2 separate regions of the Sus scrofa genome follow, and region 1 is linked to region 2. The links are chromatin contacts, called in public HiChIP or PLAC-seq maps. All regions are on one chromosome and are shown on one strand. The core of a region is the stretch at or near the end of the contact, and the rest is flanking DNA. Distances in the headings are between cores, read along the strand shown.

Region 1 (7,382 bases), core at 2,582-5,081, 230 kb before region 2:
CCTCATGGATAGTAGTCGGGTTTGTTTCCACTGAGCCACGACGGGAACTCGGAGAAGTCATTTTGTATAATGATGACTGTTAAAGATTTTGGTGAGCTCTTCTATATTGCATTATAATCCTTCTAGGGCCATAAACCAAGTATCAAGTTGCTAGAGGCCCCACAGCACAATGCTATAGGCACATGGGAGACTCAGCATATAACTCCTAAAAAAAAAAAATGACATTAAAAACCATGAAGAACTTTATAGTTTCTTGTTTTATTTATTTTTTTTTAGAGCTGCACCTAAGGCATATGGAGTCCCCAGGCCAGGGGTCCAATTGGAGCTACTGCTGCTGGCCTATACCATAGCCACACCAACGCAGAATCTGAGCTGCATCTGAGACCTACACCACAGCTCAGGACAACGCCAGATCCTTAACCCACTGAGCCAGGTCAGGGATCAAACCTGTGTCCTCATAGGATACTAGTCAGATTCATTTCTGCTGTGCCACAAACTGGAACTCCTATGGTTTCTTTATATTGACTTTTCTGAATTTTCTATGGACTTTTTAATAAATACTAATATGCTCAACAAAGTTTCAAAAGTGATACTGGCATCATCTTACTTGGATTGTTTAAACTGGTCAGTACTTTATCTCAACTATTCATAGTAAGTATGTGAGTTGCATTACAAACCAGCAGTTACATAAGACAAATTGCTAACTATTCCAATTATTGTGACATTATCTTTTAAATTATAAACAACAAAATTATTTGTTTTATACAACATTTTAATTACTTCTGAAGTCCAACCAAATGGCTTATTTTATTTTTTGCTTCTTTCAGGGCTGCACTGCAGTATATGGAAGTTCCTAGGCTAAGAGTCAAATCAGAGCTGCAGCTACTGGCCTATGCCGCAGCCACAGCAACACCAGATCTGAGCCATACCGGCAACCTACACTATAGCTCATGGCAAGGCCGGATCCATAACCCACTGAGCAAGGCCAAGGATCAAACCTGCATCCCTGCATACTAGTCAGGATTGAAACCTGCTGGGCCACAATGAGAACTCCCAAATGGCTTATTTTATTTTGAAAAGTAATATAAAATAATTGCTAGTTGAAACATAATCTGTTTCTAACTAAGTAGTTACTTAAATGGTCCCAAAAGATTACACAATCCCTCCACTTACACTGCAAACTGCTGCCATCAAGGACATTTGTGGCTGAAAGATCCAGAGAATTAGGCCTCTGTGCTCTTCTGGGCTTTGACGGTGCAGGGTCTGCTACTGTGCTTGGAACACCCTGTGTAAGACCTTCTTGCTCTGAACATGGATTGCTGTTGTTGTTATTGGAATTAGTTCGGCCGCCTTCCAGTGGTCGTTCCCTCCTGTCCACCAGACGATCCAGAACACCTTCATCATGGCCAGCCTGTTGCTCTCGTCTCAGTAATGGTTCATGCTCATCAGGACTGGAATTAATATTCAGCCGGGTGTCCTCACCAATGAATTGATTCTGCAGCATTTCTTGGGTTCTATGTGCCACTGTGTTGGCTGTCTGGCCAGACGGAACTACCCCATTGACATACTGGGTAGTGGCAGCATGAGAGTTAATGCTGTGGTTTCTACCTGCCACACCATTCATGGTGACCGTCACCACATGAGGTTCTGCAGCATTGATTGTATTCATCTTGGCAACTCCAGTTTCTACTTGTTTCAAGTTTGATTTGTGCTTGCTGCCAAATTTCAGCCGGGGCTCCTTTGTTGAATTTTTGGTGTTCAAAGGCAAACTAGTAGGTCTCTTAGGAAGGTTCTGTTGCTTGGGGAGAGGATAGATCTGAGCGGGTGGGACATCAGGAATTAAACATGCTTGGCCATTTGCAGCCTGTGCGAAGTCCTGCTGTCCTGTCACTTCTACTGCAAGCTTTATGAGTGGGTAAAGCAAGCTAGAACTGGTACTGCTCAGGGGATCTGGCCCACTAAACTGTTTAAGAGAATGTTCCATGAGATTCTCATCAGAACTTTCTTTGAGGTTTTTATCAACTTCTTTTGGGTCCAGCTTGTTGGTCTCCAAGTCTTCTTCTGTCAGTTGTAAGCAGACGGGGGTTGGCCCGATTGGCTGTGAGACATTTGTGGCATGCAGATTTGCTTCATCTGAGTATGGCATCTCAGATATAGTGGTCATGCCGGTGCTTGGAGTGAGGCCAGTGGTGTTTGTGGTTGTAGTGTTGGTAGACAAGCTGGTGACACTTGTTTCAGGGCTGGGGATTCGAGCTTGTGCTTGCTGCCGTTCATAGTTAATTGAATTTCGGTTCTTTTCCCCTAAAGTCAAAGGTGTGCTGGACATTGAATGCTCAGAGGAGATATTCTTCACAATGCTGTCAGTGTGATGGATCGAGTCTTCAATGTATGAGGAAGAAGAATAATCTGGATAAGGGCCAATCTTTGGCACACGCCTGTTGTGGGATAGGTTGCTTAAAGAAAGAAAAAAGTGCCATGTTGAGAATGTACATTTATGACAAACTGACTCTCAGAGTTTAACACCTCTGATTTTAAAGAATAATTTGCTTTTAATTTTATTCCTAACCCACATTATTCTAAAGGTTATTTAATAATTCTAATCAAACAATCAAATGTCATTTAATACCTTGCTAAAGGCTAGTTTTGTATGATTTAAGCCTACCAAAAAGCCTATATGGATCTAGACATGATTTATATATATACTTATTCTTTAGGCTTATAAAAGTTATTTAAAAAAACTCCCCTATAGTTTTGTAACATTAGCAAATATACCTTTATGAATTGAATACTTGCACAACAGACATAAAAGTTCCATGAGAGGAGTTCCCATTGTGGTTCAATGGTTGACGAATTCAACTAGGAACCATGAGGTTGCGGGTTCGATCCCTGGCCTCGCTCAGTGGGTTAAGGACCCGGCGTTGCTGTGAGCTGTGGTGCAGATCGCAGATGCGGCTCAGATCCTGCGTTGTTGTGGCTATGGCTGTGGCTGGCAGCTACAGCTCCCATTAGGCCCCTAGCCTGGGAACCTCCATATGCCGTAGGTTGCGGCCCTGAAGAGGCAAAAAAAAAAAAAAAAAAAGTTCCATGAGAGAAGGAAACAAGGCGTGTGTCTTTTACATTTCCATAATTCTAAATATACAACTGCTACTCAACAAATATGTTACCAACTAAGTTCCAAATAGTAAAAAGAACATAATCTTTTAGGTTGTTTCAAAGTGCTACATTAAGACGCATAGTCTAGCAAAGGAACTTATCTTCCTAAGGTAGACCGAACCATTATCAATGAAAGTCTTAGAGCCTTAGGGTATAAGGCAGAATGTGACACTCAAAATAAAAAAATAAATAAATAAATAAATCAAAGATATAGAACTGCTCTCCAGTTATCAAAGGTTCTTCCCTGTTATTGTCACATCTTGAGAATGGTGGTTCTTAAACATCACACTATAACATATTTGCTTTAAAAAAAAAAAGCCAGGCCAAGATATGGAAAAAACCCAAGTACCCACTGATAGATAAATAGACAAAAATGTGGTATATGCCCAACAGAATATCAGCCATAAAAAAGAATGAAATCTTTCCATCTGTGACATGGATGGATCTAGAATGTATTATGCTAAGTGAAATAAGTCAGACAGAGAAAGACAAATACCATATGATTTCACTTGTATGTGGAATCTGAAAACCAAACCAAATAAAACTAAACAAACAGAATTACAGATACAGAGAACAAACAGGTATTTGCCAGAGAAGAGGGGGTCAGGGAAGGGAGGAAATAAGTGAGAAATGTTAAGAGGTATAAAATTCCAGTTGCAGAATACATGAGTCATGATGACATACACACTCTAAGGAACAGAGTAAATAACTATGTAATATCTTTGTAGGATGATATACCGTAACTAGACTCATACTGGTGATAATTTTTGAAATGTATAGAAATACCAAATCACTATGTTGTGTAACAGGAACTAACACAGAGTTACAGGTCAACTGTACTTCAAAACCAAACAAACAAACTCATAGAAAAAGAGATCAGATTTGTGGTTACTAGCAGCAGACAGTGGGGATAAGGTTACTAGCAGCAGAGAGTGGGGATAAGGAGAACTGGATGAATGCAGTCAAAAGGTACAAACCTCCAGTTACAAAATAAATGAGTACTAGGGATGTAATGTACATGACAAATTTAATTAACACTGCTGTATGTTATATATGAAAGTTAACAGAGTAAATCCTAGGAGTTCTCATCACAAGTGAAAAAATTACTTTTTCCTATTACCTAAATTTTGTAGATATATGAGATAATGAATATTCACTAAACTTCCTATGATAATCATTTCATGATGTATGTAAGTCAAATCATTTTGCTGTACACATTTAACTTACACAGTGCTGTATGACAAATATCTCAATAACTGGAAGAAAAAATAAAAGTGAGGGATGGTTTTAACTAAAACCTAAGTATAAACATTGGGAACATTAATAGATATGAGCGTTGTAGGAGAAGCAGCATCTGATGAGGTTAGGAGGGGAATGACAGGAAGAGAAAGAAGAAAAAGTCTGTATTATACAAGAAAAGGAAGTTAAGGAGAGGTGGAGGGTATGATTAAATAGTATGAAAGCTAGAGTTGAACAAGTATGGGATGAACCATGATTTAGGAGAAACTACTTAGAAGTGATTGGACGTGAAAAGAAGCATGTAAGGGGTAGAGCTGAATGACACAGGAAGCAAAATGGCCAAAGCAAGGGGGAGTAAGTTTCTTCTTTACCAGTTGAGAAAAGTTCAAAATCACTTAAAAGTAAAAGCAGCTGACTCTGAAGAGAGGTACAAACAGGATATGAGAGGATATAGAAAAAAACAGAGATAAGGGGAGATGGAAACGGAAGACTATCTCAGTATGTGTAAGGTGAGAAAATTTATACTTAGAATTGCTAATCTCTACCTTCCTTGCCTTGCTGATTTGATAGGAATAAAGGTTTACATGCTAAATGTAATTTAATCTAAACATCAGTGTAAACCCAATTTTGGGCCTATAGTTCATAATACAAATTGCTCTTAGAAATTAAAACAATAGAAGATAGTAAGGAAAATGATTCAAGAATCAAGTTTTTGTTTTTCTTTTTTTACAAAATAAATGGTACCTCTTATTTAATTAATGTATTTTTCTTTTTGGCCTTGCCAGTGGTATGTGGAAGTTCCTGGGCCAGGGACTGAACGTGTGCCATGGCAGTGACGACACCAGATTCTTAACCTCTAGGCCACCGGGGAACTCCTGTTTTTTTGTTTCTTTTAATCTTAATTTTTTCTGGTTACTCCTTTCTTGGATGCCTTCCTGAAAGCTTTTAACATGTTTTAGTTATGGGAAGACTTTATCCCCTAAACATGGAACACAGAAACACAGATTACACAGTTTGAATGTTCCATGTTTTAGGAATGTTTTCTTAAAAGCCCCTTTATTTAGAACCAAAAATCATAGTTCTAATAAAGAAATGTCTCACAAAATAATGCTCGTGATGGGATTAAAAAAAAAAAAAAAAACTTATGAATTACTTTCATTTAAAAGTAGTAGTGGTTATACTATAAAAAAAAGAGCACTGGATAGAAAGCCTGGAAATCTTAGTTTCCAGTGAAGCAATGATTAGATACATTAGGCAAGTCCATAGTTTTATTTCCTTTAAAACAAATAAATGAACAAACAAACAAGGGATGGAGAAGTATCAACAACAAAGGATAATCAAGACAATATAGTCTACAGAAGTGCTTAGACACTTCTGGACCTACGAAAATGCTTTACCTTTATTATTGTAGGGAACTTGGAGCATTAAGACCTTTATCTTTTTTATCTTTACTATATCTTAAGATATTAAAAACTACAGATTCCATCTTGCACTTATACCAAACAAAAATCAGAACAGGAATACGAAAGAAATCATGTCATTAGACTGTATGCGTTAATCACTGCACTATTAGATGGTGCTCTCTGCTTGGTCCCTGTTTTAAACACTGACAGAGGGATTCCAAACCTTCAGGGTCTTACCGCTCATTCTGCATAGCAGTAGACATGGGATTGACTGTTGGGCTCACAGATTTGTTTCTTTCCCATATCATCATAAGTTCAGCCATCCTCTCCTCAGCACACTGTGCAGTAAGCCGAGCCTCTGCATCCTGGTCCCAACAGTCTTCGATTGTCTCCTTGAGTGACCTCACTGCCTGTAATAAAGTACACATCAATATATAGGCAACTGTATTTTCCTCAAACTATTTTCTTTCTTTCCTTTTTGTCTTTCGTCCTTTTAGGGCCACACTCGTGGCATATGGAGGTTCCCAGGCCAGGGGTCTAATCAGAGCTGCTGCTGCTGGCCTACACCACAGCCATAGCAACACCAGATCAGAGCAGCGTCTGTGACCTACATCACAGCTCATGGCAACGCTGGATCCTTAACCCACTGAGCCAGGTCAGGGATCGAAGCCTCATCCTCATGATTACTAACTAGTCAGGTTCATTACCTCTGAGCCACAACAGGAACTCTAAAGTTCAAAGGAGTATAATCTTTAAAAATACTGAAATCACTACACTGTACACTTGAAACTAATATAATATTGTAAGTGAACTATACTTGAATTAAAAAAAAAATGTTGCTTTCTTAGTAGAGCCTGTAAACAGGAAGGAAGGAAAGGAAAGGAGTGAGGAAGGAAGGAAAAAAGGAATGGAGGAAGACAGGGAATCAGGAAGAGAAGAGAGGGAGGGATGGAGGGAGATGACAAAAATAATCAAAGAGAAACCTATGGGTGGTGACTTTTGAAACATTATTCTTCAAGCAGCAGGGGCTTACAGTATCTAACACAAGATTCTTACTCCCTTCTCTATGAGTACAAAGCACAATATATATTGTGCAGTAGATATTTACATGATTATAATTCTGCAAAACTCTTATTTTTACTTCATTAAAAATTTTCGATCATTCTGTATGTGGTGTAGGTCGCAGGCACTACTCAGTTCCAGCATTGCTGTAGTTGTGGCGTAGGCCGGCAGCTGTGGTTCCAATTCCATCCCTAGCCTGGGAACTTCCATTTACCACAAGTGCAGCCCTAAAAAGAAAAAAGGAATAAACATAGTATTTAAAGTTATAACGGTAACTTCCAGAAGAGAAAACTTAGAAACAGAAACAAAAACCTCAGAACATTGTTAACAGTAATTTGGCCGCACCTGTGGCATGCAGACATTCCCAGACCAGGGACTGAGCCTGAGCCACAGAATTAACCCAGGCCACTGCCATGACAATACCAGATCATTAACCCACTACACAAGAGAAATCCAACAGGAATACTTTTGAACAGGGGTGAAAGGAGTAGGTAGTCTTTTCCCTTCCCATTTCCTTTTTTAGCC
Region 2 (7,119 bases), core at 4,364-6,863:
TTTGACATGACTTACACTTTATTTGCTTTTTCTGGAGTTTCAAATTCTTTCCACAAACTATCAACCTCTTGAAGTTTCTTCTCATTCAAAACCTGCAATAGATATTTAAAATAATTTTCTTTAAATCACACAGCTTAGGCATAAATAGCTAGACTCTTAAAGTACAAGTGTACATGCAAAATGAGGATGAAGTAAGTTAATTTTTCTCTTTGAAATAACCAGTTTTCTTACCTGGCATAAATTTTTGGTCAAACTAATAGCTCAAGTATCCCACTGAATAACTGGATGGAATCCATACCTAATTGGGAATTTGTTAAAACCATATTTTTGGGGAGTTCCTGTCCTAGCTCAGCTAAAATGAATCTGAGTAGCATCCATGAGGACGCAGGTTTGTTCGATCCCTGGCCTTGCTCAGTGGGTTAAGGATCCTGGCATTGCTGTGAGCTGTGGTGTAGGTAGCAGATGCAGCTTGGATCCTGTATTGCTGTGGCTATGGCATAGGTGGGCAGCTGTAACTCAGATTTGACCCGTAGCCTGGGACCCTCCATATGCCACAGGTGCAGCCATAAAAAGCAAAGAGTAATGAGGCAGTAAATAATTGGAAAGCACGCTGCTTAGTATTAGAAATTAAAGGCTACTAAATAGTTCTGTTTTGGATGTCATGAGAATTTTAGAATCCAAAGACATTCCGTCACATCTCACGAATGCAATGAAACTTTAATTCAAAGGTTTTTTGTTTTTTTTTTTTTTTTTTTGTCAAAGGAAATTCACAGAATAGTTGTGATTTTTGGAAATAGTTTACTAAGAATGTGGTTAAGCATACACAAAGTTCACTGATTGTTGAGAAGATATGCAGCAAACAGGGGATATGATTCATGAGTAAAGTTCATTTTTCTAGTTGAAAAAAAGTTTTGTAAGTATTTTTGAAAATAACATGGATAACAAAATTGGTGTATTTAAGAGATATTATCAGTATTCTTAAAGTAACAGAGGAAATGTAATGAAATCATGTTAATCCATGACCAAAGATCTCCAAAGATTTTGTTATGGCAAACAAAACCTTGGCTCATAATGTTCCCATTCATGCACAACACATTGAAAAGAACATTAAAATAAAATTAGAAACAGGAGTTCCCAGAGAGGTTCAGTGGTTAAGGAATCTAACTAGCATCCATGGGGTTAACAAATCTAACTAGTTCCATTCCTGGGTTAAGGATCCAGCATTGCCATGAGCTGTGGTGTAGGCCAGCAGCTACAGCTCTGATTCAATCCCTAGCCTGGAAACTTCCATTTGCTGCAGGTACGGCAGAAAAAAACCTTAAACCCCAAGCCCCCCCAAACCCCCTACATTTTCTATTATACATCTGTCTCAAATTTTTACTTTTTAATTATTTTCTGGGGGGGGGGGGGGCCCACATCCGCAGTATGCAGAAGTTCCCAGTCCTGGGATGGAACCCACCCCGTAGCTGTAAAGCAGCTACAACACCAGATCCTTAATCCACTGAGCGACAAGGAACTCCTGTTTCATTTTTTTTTTTGGCTTTTTAATAATCATGTTATATATGAACTTTGGTATTCACATTAAAAATCTCTTCCTTGGAGTTCCTGTCATGGCTCAGTGGTTAACAAACCACATCCATGAGGATGTGGGTTCAATCCCTGGTCTCACTCAGTGGGTTGAGGATCTGGTGTTGCCATGAGCTGTGGTGTAGGTCGCAGAAGTGGCTCTGATCCTGCAATGCTGTGGCTGTGGCCTAAGCCGGCAGCTACAGCACCGATTCGACCCCTAGCCTGGGAACCTCCATATGCTGAGGATGCAGCCCTAAAAAGCAAATAAATAAATAAATAAAAATCCATCTCCTCAGCTTTACTAGCCACATTTCAAGTGTTAAATAGCTTTATGTGGCTACTGGCTACTACACTGGGCACCACAGCCACAAAAGGTCTAGGATGAGTAAGGCTGAAGAAAGTTTATTCTTATTCTGTAGCCAGGTGACATGAGAGACACAGTCCTAAAGAGTTTCTGCAATACGCCAGAAATAATTATTTTAGGTATTGTCTCTGCATTTGTATGTAACTTTGTTAATGAGCAACAATCTTGAGTTTTTAACCCTTCATGAACCACAGTGTGTATATATATGGATATACTGGGTCATGATATAAAATGTATTCCTTATTGCAAACTGAGTTTGGAAAATTTTTTTTCTTTTTTAAATCACCACACCTGAGGCATATAGAAGTTTCTGGCCTGGGGACTGAACCTGAGCTGCAGTAAGATTTTTTTTTTTCCATTTTTTTTTTTTTTTCCTTTTTAGGGCCGAACCCAAGGCATATGGAGGTTCCCAGGCTAGGGGTCGAACCGGAGCTGTAGCCACTCGCCTACCAGAGCCACAGCAACGCCAGATCCAAGCTGCATCTGCGACCTACACCACAGCTCGCAGCAATGCTGGATCCTTAACCTACTGAGCGAGGCCAGGGATCAAACCCAAAACCTCATGGTTCCTAGTTGGATTCATTTCCACTGCGCCACAATGAGAACTCCTTCAGTAAGATTCTTAACCCACTGCCACAAGGGGAATTCCTGAAGAAAACTTTCTTAGAGCATTCTATTCAAGCATGAATTTTATGCAGTCCATATAAATTTATACCCCAGCTTTGAAAGATTAAGGGGACCGGAGCTAATAACCATGTACTGAACATCTACACACATGTTTCAGAGAATATTCACACCTTTAAGGTGTACAATTTACTTTTAGTAATTCTTTCAAACTTGTTCAACTTATTTTAGAATATTCTGTATGTCAATTTTATTCAGAAAGAATCAATAACTGCTACTGTAGTTCCCACCATAGCCCAGTGGGTTAAGAATCTGACTGCAAAGACTTGGGTTGCTGTGGAGGTGCAGGGTTCCATCCCCAGCTTGGTGCAGTGGGTTAAAGGATCTCACTTTGCTGTGTCGTAGATTGCAGCAGTGTTTCGGGCTCAATCCCTGGCCCAAGAACTTCCATATGCTGCCAGTGCAGCCATGAAATAAAAAAATAACTGCTACTAATTCCAAGTATTTATAAATGAAACAATATTTCAGAATATTCACAAGCCTTTGGTTATTTCTCAATTAGGTTACATAAAAAATAAATTACAATTTGACAATTTTCAATAGTAATTTAAGTAAAATCAAAAACTGCAATAGAAGGAGTTCCCATTGTGAATCAGTAGTAACAAACCTAATTAGTATCCATGAGGACTAGTTTCAATCCCTGGCCCTGCTCAGTGGATTAAGGATCCGGTCTTGCCAAGAGCTGCGGTTCAGGTTGCAGACTCGTCTGGGATCCCACGTTGCTATGGCTGTGGCTCCAACTCACCCCCCCTAGCCTGGGAACTTCCATATACTTCGGGTGTGGCCCTTAAAAAAGCACAAAAAAAGGAAAACAAAACAAAACAAAACAAAACACTGCAACAGAATACCCAGGACTTATTTTTACGGAGGATACTCTATATTAATAGAAATCAGTAGTAATTCCTCATATGACTTTATACTTTATGACCCAGGGTCTAGAAACCACACAGTTGCTAAGCCAGTTCCTTCCCACCGTTGGATTCAAGCAGTGGAGAGTGCATTTACACCTCCCCCGCCCCTTAGCATCCAGTTAAGGATGTTTGTTGTAACATCGATTTAGATGAAACTCATCCAGACACCCACACACTATAATGGCTATGAGAATTTGGGGGGCATGAGCAAAATGCTGAGACCTTGGAGAAGATTGCAAAAAGATGGGGAAAAGCCTAAAGGACCTATTCCTGGGCTCTATGGACCTTTAAAGTCCCTTAAAATTGCTAATAATGCATTCAGACAAATCTAATGAGAGGAAAGATAAGAAATATCAGCTTTTGGTTTTAAATTATCTTACTGTTTTTTTTCCCACTTTTTTTGGCTGCAGCATGCAATGGATTAGTATGGAATCTCAGTTCCTAGAGCAGGCGCTGAACCAGACCACAGCGGGAAGCTCCAAATCCTAACCACTAGGTCACAAGGGAACTCCTTTATTGGTTTTCTTAAAACAAGTACTTAATGTAATATGCAAATGGTATTTTCAAATGCCAAAGAGAAACTTGGAAAATAAAATGAAAAACTGCACCAAATCGACGTTTTGGTACCATTCCACACTCTCTGCACCCATATCAGTTTTTTTGATTGATGCCTAGAATCATACCATATTTTATCTAGCATTTTTTACCTTGTCAGTACATATGAAAAATATGCTTTTCATTACTATGTTTGTAGAGCACCAGGATACCACTCAATTTACCTCATTCTCTTAACATCTCAATGGCACCCTACTAAACGATAGTCACATTGTTCAATTATTTATTCAATTATTTCCTTGCTGATGAAGTCAATTTTATTTGTTTATTTATTTATGGTCTTTTAGGGCCGCAATCGTGGCATATGGAGGTTCCCAGGCTAGGGGTCCAATTGGAACTGTGGCAGCTGACCTACACCACAGTTTACTGCAACGAGGGATCCTTAACCCACTAAGTGAGGTCAGGGATCGAACCCACATCCTCATGGATCCTAAGTCGGGCCAAGACGGGAACTCCTTGATGAAGTTAATTTTAAACTTTCCCAATTAAAATAAGCAAAACTCAAATTTTCAGCTCAGATTTCTCCCCTGGGCTTCAAACTTGAAATGACCACTGCATTTCCATGTCTAACAGACATCAAACGCTGAAAACGGCCCAAAATGTAACACTTTAGTAACCCTCCCAGATCCCTAAATCTTCTCCCTACCACCACACCCACTTAAACCCCAAACTCACATTCTTTTATCCCTCAGCCAATCCCATCAGTTCTACCTTCTAATTTTCTCCCAATACTTCTTTCCACCCACACAAACCTTAATCCAAGTAACTTCATCTTGTCTAGATTAACGCAAAAATATCCTTGCTTCCTTTCTTGCACCCCGTCCCGCCAATCCACTTCACACACAGCAAAGCAACTTCATTAATAAAGTTAAATCAGTTTACTCCTCCGTTAAAGTCTCCCAATTACTCCTCAAATCACTCAACAAAATCCAAACTCTTTATCATAACCTGTAAAATTCTAATACGGCACCTGCCCACCTCTCTAACTGGGCCAAATCCCCTTACAGAACCGGGAGGCCCAAACAACGCCGCCACGTGTTCACCGAAATAGGCGCCTTCCAGGCCCAAACCTTCCAGGCCCTTCCTTTCGGACCAGGGGGGCAGAAAAGCACCCACGAGAACATGAGCGCTGTCGTCCTCCCCTTAGGTCTTTCCCTCTCCTCCCCTGCCCAACACCCGCCATCCCCCTCCAATGGCTCCCACCTACCTTAAAGATGGCGTAGCCGACGGACGTTTCAAACAGCACCAACATGGTGAAGCCGGGTCAGGGCGCCGAGTGGCGTGACACGAGATCTTAAACCAGTGAAAAAAAGACCAAATTTGTAGGCCCTCAAGGCCCGCAAGGCCGCGGCTGGCCAAGCACTTGGGCGCACGCCGTCCGGCAAAGAGCCAGACCACGTTGCAAAAACGTTCCACACCTGACTACATGCAGAAAGCGTCCCGGCGCTTCTCCTTCCCCAAGGCTTCTGGGACGTGACTTCACTTCCGACAGATGACGCGCAGCAGAGTCGCCCTGGCTTCCGTTTTGTTCCCGCCACAAAGGACCGTAAAAATATCGCGAGATTTCGTAGAGCGCAACCGCGGTTTTATTTGCTCAAGCTCAGAAAAATCTGAAAGGGAAAACTGTCCTGCTTTGGAGAATGGTGGTGGCTACGGGTTACGGGTACGGTCTTGTTCACTGCTGTGGCTTGGGTCGCCGCTGTAACGCATGTTCGATCCCTGGCTTGGGAAATTCCACCTGCTGTAGGTCTGCCAAAAAAAGAAATTAAAAACAAAAATAAACAAAACCTTCAGGGAGTTCCTCTTGGGGCTCAGCAGGTTAAGAACATAACTAGCATCCATGAAGCGGCAGTTCGATCCCTGGCCTTGCTCAGTGGGTTAAGGAGCCAGCATTGCGGCAAGCTGGGGGCTTGTAGGTTGCAGATGCAGCTGGGATCCCATGATGCAGTGGCTAGGCTGGTAGCTGCAGCTCCGTTTCAACGCCTAGCCTGGGAACTTGTGAGGCAGAATAATAATTCCAATAGTTAGTGTAGGAACACGGGCTTCCATATATTCCCTGATTAATGTCCACGGTTTTAAATTTGTAAAAACAAATCAAGATAAACAGCCCTTGCTTGTTGGAAGATTAACTACTGAAAGTACATCTGTGGACATTAACCTCTGATCTACACATTTGGCTGCTAGAAAAGGAATGTAAAGAATGGCAACTCTAAGTCTAAGGGAAAGAAGAACAAAAGGACCATAAAGCCTATGGAGTATATCCTGACTCTAAGCCCCTATTGGACAAGGCCCAGTATAGGTGCTGGGCAAGGCCAACAGGGAGCAGGACTGATAGCAGGACCCCATGTTGGTACCCCTGTCTTTAAGAGATAACACCTCCTTAGAAAGTTAGTGTGTGGGAAATCTTCCTCTCCCTCGCAGTGTCTGTGCTGGGAGCTATCTGCCTTTCTCTAATAAAGACTTTTGCTTTCTTGCTGCCTGTGTGTTCACAAAGTTCATTCTTCAGCTCCGTGAACAAGAACTGGGATTCCGGTAACATCTTTCCGGGGCCTGTCCAAGATCTGATACACCAGCACTCATAAGGTAAGCAAGCTTGTGATTTTGCTTTCTACTTTGTTCAGTTCCTATTTGCCTCTTGAAAGGAGAATGAATGTGTGTGCCTGAGACGTGTCATGGACACAAAGCCAGTGTGGAGTCCTGATCCAAGTTTCCATTTAAGCCCCTGAGTGACCTCATATGGCTATAAGGCAGACCTTCTGAGCCCAGTCAGACCAGGAGTCCCAGTCGGGGGTTTACATGGACTTGCCATATGCTGAGAGGCACCAAACGGGATGTCCCACGAGGGAGACGGCCAAAGACGGCTGAAGCAAGTCACAAGGCAAACTTTACAACGTGGCCTTCCCCTTCTCCCACCCTGGGTACTCCTCCCTCTATATACTCTAGCCTTTGTAAAGCATTTTGGAAACCACAAGTTAC

The links. HiChIP or PLAC-seq counts read pairs in DNA pulled down with a chosen protein or histone mark.
Region 1: an H3K27ac HiChIP or PLAC-seq map of alveolar macrophages shows a contact between it and region 2. The contact joins the enhancer-like site here to the promoter of NOP58 in region 2. A contact is called at or near these places in 1 of 5 promoter capture datasets (liver), 16 of 47 Hi-C or Micro-C datasets (adipose tissue, brain, embryonic fibroblasts and 10 more) and 2 of 2 datasets of contacts at active chromatin or transcription factors (alveolar macrophages and skeletal muscle).

Annotation. Positions count from the first base shown.
Region 1 is chr15:106,123,815-106,131,196 of Sscrofa11.1, reverse strand. It overlaps BMPR2 (bone morphogenetic protein receptor type 2), which reads right to left. Exons shown (of 13, transcript NM_001204900.1): 11 at 6,033-6,205; 12 at 1,174-2,453. Among named protein-coding and RNA genes, the nearest start is that of FAM117B, 56 kb to the left of the region's middle. Within about 2 kb of position 3,831, at least 4 of the 83 cell types and tissues checked have an H3K27ac peak or open chromatin away from gene starts, as enhancers often do. A contact at or near this core is called in alveolar macrophages, where this site is marked.
Region 2 is chr15:105,892,102-105,899,220 of Sscrofa11.1, reverse strand. It overlaps NOP58 (nucleolar protein 58), which reads right to left and starts at 5,613. Exons shown (of 14, transcript XM_021075921.1): 1 at 5,351-5,613; 2 at 16-92. The coding sequence starts at 5,395. It overlaps LOC102166561 (a long non-coding RNA gene), which reads left to right and starts at 5,659. Exons shown (of 3, transcript XR_308179.3): 1 at 5,659-5,806; 2 at 6,638-6,726.